Linked DNA regions of Mus musculus: region 2 is linked to region 1. Evidence: chromatin contacts called from public promoter capture Hi-C data. All regions are on one chromosome and are shown on one strand. Each heading gives the region's core, a stretch centred on a gene start, on an enhancer-like site or on the middle of the called end of the contact. The rest is flanking DNA. Distances are from core to core; before and after follow the strand shown. Region 1 holds the start of Umad1 (UMAP1-MVP12 associated (UMA) domain containing 1). Region 2 holds the start of Nxph1 (neurexophilin 1).

What was found. Promoter capture Hi-C pulls out the DNA fragments that hold promoters and counts their contacts.
Region 2: a contact with region 1 is called in a promoter capture Hi-C map of liver, with 3 times the contacts expected there. The contact joins the promoter of Nxph1 here to the promoter of Umad1 in region 1. A contact is called at or near these places in 2 of 39 promoter capture datasets (liver and stem cell-derived epiblast-like cells).

What each region holds. Positions count from the first base shown.
Region 1 is chr6:8,257,990-8,260,609 of GRCm38.p6, forward strand. Umad1 (UMAP1-MVP12 associated (UMA) domain containing 1) reads left to right here and starts at 1,299. Exons shown (of 4, transcript NM_001302354.1): 1 at 1,299-1,504. It overlaps Rpa3 (replication protein A3), which reads right to left and starts at 1,152. Exons shown (of 4, transcript NM_026632.4): 1 at 1,011-1,152. The coding sequence starts at 1,109.
Region 2 is chr6:8,948,695-8,951,314 of GRCm38.p6, forward strand. Nxph1 (neurexophilin 1) reads left to right here and starts at 1,325. Exons shown (of 2, transcript NM_008751.5): 1 at 1,325-1,613. The coding sequence starts at 1,560.

The DNA.
Region 1 (2,620 bases), core at 49-2,548:
GTTTCTTTTATTTGCAAAAGACACTTGGTACACTAAAACTAAACGAGGCTTTCACTGTCTAATGAAATTCTGCCAACATTCTTGATTTAGTACATCTCACAGAATACCTTCTTTTTGAGGGGTTGTTTGTTTGTTTGTTTTCGAGACAGGGTTTCTCAGTATAGCCCTGGCTGTCCTGGAACTCACTCTGTAGACCAGGCTGGGCTCGAACTCAGAAATTCACCTGCCTCTGCCTCCCGAGTGCTGGGATTAAAGGCGTGCGCCACCACCGCCCGGCTCAGAATACTTTCTTTTAAAATTAAGAACGATGATCTAAAAGAACTGGTTGCCAGATCTGAGGAAGACTTCCCTTGAAACTGAGCTCTGCCACTCGATGTGAGGTTTGAGCAGCTCAGTCAGCCTACCTGTTTAGTTAGAAATTCTTTTCCCTTAGAAAATGTGTGAATGAAATGACCTAGCAGGTAAGTCCTTACAGAGGATTTTCTTTCCCTCGGCACTCTCAATTTCTGGGCCTTTGGGCTTAATTTTTACCTATAGGAAGGACGAGGCTGCAATCTAAGACTGGGCTAGATACAAGGTATCTATAGAATATGGGAGGGGCTATCAAGAAATGTTTCATAGGGAGACGACTGCAAAGTAGAAAAACTAGGCCCATAAATAGAGACGGCTGCAAAAGACAGGGAAGCAAGAAGCTAAGTCTGGCTAAAACAAAAACTCGAACAACAGACAGAGGAGCCAGGTTTGTAAATACCTTCCTGGTAAATAAAGAAAGGGGGCGCGGAGCGCTTGGATCTAAAAGGTCATTCCAAACAGTTTTGGGGACATAAAAGAAGCGGCACCAAAATGTTGCTGCAATGGCTTAGCAGTTTCCACAAGCTCTTCTTGTGAAAACTACAGCAAGCTGGAGGGCAATGCTGCTTAAAGGTGACCTGCTCCCAGCCTCAGCTCCCGACCCCGCAGTCCTTCCCGAGTGGCCGTGGTCCCGTCCTCTCGCCCGAACCCGCATGCACCTTTTCCAGCTTCCCCACGAAGCACACGGGCCGGTCGATATACTGTGGTAACATGCTGGCGTTGACGCGCGCTTTGGGGAGCTGCATTATGTCCTCCATGATTCTGCCGCCAACACTCGCAACCCGCAGGAAAGCAGAAAATGATTGACGCCCAGCGGGCGGCCGCGCCAACCCGGGCAGATTTCCCGAACACCAATCAGAGGAGACGTACGCTCCAGACCCACCAATCAAATCCACGGGAGCATCTGGTTCGCTCGCACCGGGCTGGCGGAGGGGCTCAAGGCTTCCGGAAGTACTGGTAGACTGCCTAGTGACGCGCGGCGTTCCGGAAGTCACTGGGGCCGAAACCCGGCGGGCAGTGGAGGCGGGACTTAGAGGGGCGGGGGCTGAGGCCTGGGACCCGGGATCTGGAGCGGCCGAACGTCGACTTGACCCCGGAAGTAAGCTGAAGGACCGTGGTGGGTGGCGAGCTGCGGGCTGCGGCGGAGTCTCAGGTAGCTTTCTTGCGGGAGGTGTCTGGATCTCCGCGCCTCTCTCCTCCCGAGGGCTGAACCGTCGGGGTGGTGGGCGGAGTCGGGCTCCTGGTCCCGGAATGCCGCGGTGCGGGCACTGACAGTTGCCAGCTTTTGCGCGGGTGGCGCGGGTGCGTGCCTAACCTGGGGTTTGGGGTTTTTATTTTTGAGCCAGTTCTACCTGTAGAGAACCATCGTCAGTCTTTACCCCTCCCTCAGGAGGTTGTTGCTAGGAGACGTTGTGTAACGGACCTGCCTGCTTTACCCACTGGCAGCAAGAGGTGCTGCCCCTCTCTTTACCTTGGACCTTTTGCTAGCCTTGGCGGTGTGGAGGTGTCCATTTCCTCACCTCCTGGGTGCTGGCGTGCATTGGGGCTCCGGTAGAGGAGGACCCCCGGGAAGGACTAGAGATGACAGGCTTCACCAGCTGTTGGACCCAAGCTAGTGCTCCTCCACTGGCGTCACATTTTCTCTTTCTGCAAATGAGGGGTTGACTGCTTTGTAAGGTGCTAGATAACTCTAATTTTGGGTTGTAATACTATATCTAGTTCCCCGAAGTACTCAGAGCTGGCTGTCTGAAAGACAGTTTATTCCAAGATTTGAAGAAAATTGTCGGATGTGTTTCTGGTTCAGAAAATGACTGGATGCTGGTGGCTGTTGATTTTAGTAATTTCACCAGCAAGGGATTGGTACTGAGAAATTTCAAAATGAACGCACATAAAAATACCTTCAAAAGAGGTTGCAGAAATTAAAACATAATTTTAATTGCGTCTCATAATTATGTGGAACAGTGTCTGGATTTTTCTAAAGCCAAAGACTTATTAACCTTCAAATTCAGGGCTAATAACTCAGTTCCAATAATTCAGTTCCAATGTAGCCTGCTGTTGCTGCCTTAAGTAATAAAATACAAAGATCTGGTTCCATCTATTTAAGAGTGAAATCCAATCTCCCCTATTTAAACGATTGTTAGCTCTCCTTAGTGTTCATGTGACATTTAATATGTGTGTCTTAATTCTGTTGTGATTAAAACAAGTTTAAAATTTTTTTCCTTAGTTGTGGGCTGCATTTCCTTTGGGTGCTGGCAAGTCGGTATTGAGG
Region 2 (2,620 bases), core at 75-2,574, 690 kb after region 1:
GGGGCTTTCCAGCCTTGCTGGTAAAGCTGGGGCTGCTTCCTGTGCTTGCAGCTTCCAAAATTTCGTCACCACACCCCTTCTGAAACTGGGACTCATCGCGCCTGTTGTGTGGCTTTCTTTTTCTTCCGAAAGGTTCGGGTCTTATCGCTCAAGTTCAAGTCCGGAGGACTTGCCCAGTCTCCTCCCCTTAAGTCATTCTCTATCCTCTGGCAACCGCGGAAATCCGGGAGTCCTAGGCTGCTGGTGTCAGTGCCAACACAGGCAGTCCGGGTCGGTCGGGTGCAGCAACCGGGCGCATTCGTCTCTCTCCCTCCCTTTCTTCCTTCCTCCGTCGTCTTCTCTACCTGCCCCTCCTTCTCTTGCCTCTTAAGTTTCCTGCACCGGGAATTCAACTGTGCCAAGCCTAGGCTCCCGCGGACCAATCCGGATCGCGACCCGGGCACTGGGACAACGACTCCGCCAAGGCTGGACGAGGCAGCTGGACCTGTCCTCGCCCGAGCATGGAGACGGAGCTCCGGGGAGGGCACGTCCCGGGCGCTGGAGACTCCAGGCCGTAGTAGCTCCTCCATGGAGCCTGTTCAGAGCGGTTCTTGCTCGCTGCATTTGCCTCCAGTCCTGTGCGGTATGTACCGGTCGCCTCCACCGTTCTTGGCAGGGACACGTTGGGGCAGGGTGGTGGTCATCACCAGGAAGGGACAGCGGGGTGAAACTCTTCTTGGGCATAAGGCATGTCTAATAGGTGACCCTCAGAGTCCCAGACAGGTTTCTACTGTAGAAGTTAGCAACTGGCTGTGCCCCTTCGTTCAAAAAAGTAGTGCTAGGGATGTGATTGTGGGTGTCTATCTGTATTTCAGGAGGTTCAAATGGGTAAACTGAGCCCCGCTTTCCTATATGCAAATTGCACCCCCCTCCCCACCCCCATTTCACGGGTACCTAATCCGGGTCAGTTCTACCTACCCTTGCCCTGCCCGCACCCCCCTCTCTCAGTCTCTTGCTCGCTTGCTTTTGCTATCTCTCTCTGCTGCTGTGTACGTGTGTGAACCCTGCCAGGGCTGGCGAAGAACCAGCCGCCGCCTTTAGTCCCAGCCTCCCGCCTTCAAACACTAGGGCAGGTCTGGCTGCCAGAGACAGTTGGCCTCCTAACCAGCCTGTGAGCTGCTCTCTCTGTGCCTAACCCCTTCTGGCCTCCGCCGTTCGGGCGCTGGCTTCCGAGACGCGCCGGGCTCTGGGAACCCCCTGCCACCGCTCAAGCCCGCCCGCTCGCTCGCCCGCCCGCCTGCGGACCGCACTCGCTTGTTCCTGGAGCTGGATTGGCTCGCTTTTCCAATCTTTGCGTCCCCCTTCCAAGCTTTTTGACTCCATCACTCCACACCAAGAGCCCCTTTCCCCTCGCTTGATCGTCAGCCTTGTCCGCGTGGTCATGGGATGTCTAATTTCATTTGTATCTAGGCTGCTGAGAGCGCTCCCTGCTCTGTAAAGTGGATGTCAGGTGGATCTATGTTTTTGAAGGAACAAAGACTCAGCCAAGGCACCGCCAAGGAAGTTTGAGAGGAGGGAGGATGCAGGCTGCGTGCTGGTACGTTCTTCTCCTCCTGCAGCCCACCGTCTACTTGGTAAGTGGCGATCGGTCCGGTCCGGCATCTTTGAGATACCTCCCTAGCCTGGAGGCCAAGCAACTGGGGTGAGAGGGGGGGGGGTGCGGGAGGGCGAGGCCGCCAGTTCAGTGAGAGCTGAGTGTTCCCAGAGAGTGGAAGAACTTTGGGAAGCTTTGGTTTGGATTCCTGCGAGAGTTTTTCAGGCTCTCATCCTCATTTTTTGCTCTATTTTCCGTCTCCCGGATCATGATTCTTAACAGGACCTTACAGGTCCAGAAACCAGGAGGTAGTAGGCGAGGATGCCTTGGGAGGAAGGGGAGAAGAAAGGTATTGGGAATCATGAAACTCTTAGCAGCACTTCTTCCCCCACCTAGTTTAAATGAAAGGGGGTGGAGGTGGGCTTGAAGAGCCGAACAGGAATCTACTCACTGCCCCACTGCCCCAGCGCCCCCAATTTGGGTTTGTGGCACATCAAGAAAGTGCAGGTAACTCCCTGAGACTTACAGGGGTGCAGCTGGTGTAAGTTTATCCGCCAGACACATAGCAAACGACCAGGCAGTTAGGTCAGAGATACACCTGCAAACATAACCCTCTCTCGCCTTCCAAGGTCCAGTTGCCATTAAATAACAGAAGCATAGTTTCAGTGAGGGGTTTCTTTTTAGGGAATGGCAAGCCTTGTCACTAGGGAGAGAATCTTGTCCTGTCCAGGTTCCTCCAGAATCAGTTTTCGGAGGTTTGGACTTGACACAATCTTAGAACCGACGCGGGGAGAATCGCTCTGTGTGGCTAGGGAGTTGTGGGCATCACCGCGAGCCTAGGAGAGTGTGATATTTTCTCCGCGTTTGATTTCTCAGAGGGCCAGGGACACTCGCGTTCTGCCGGCGAGGTTGAGCCTAGTGTTCTGAACTCCACAGCAGATTCCGGGCCACGGGAGTGCACCGAAAACTCAAGGTGTTCTGTGGAGGGGCGAGGAGCGCAGGCGCTGCGGTAGCAGCTGGAGTTTTCTAAACCGGCTGGATAAATGG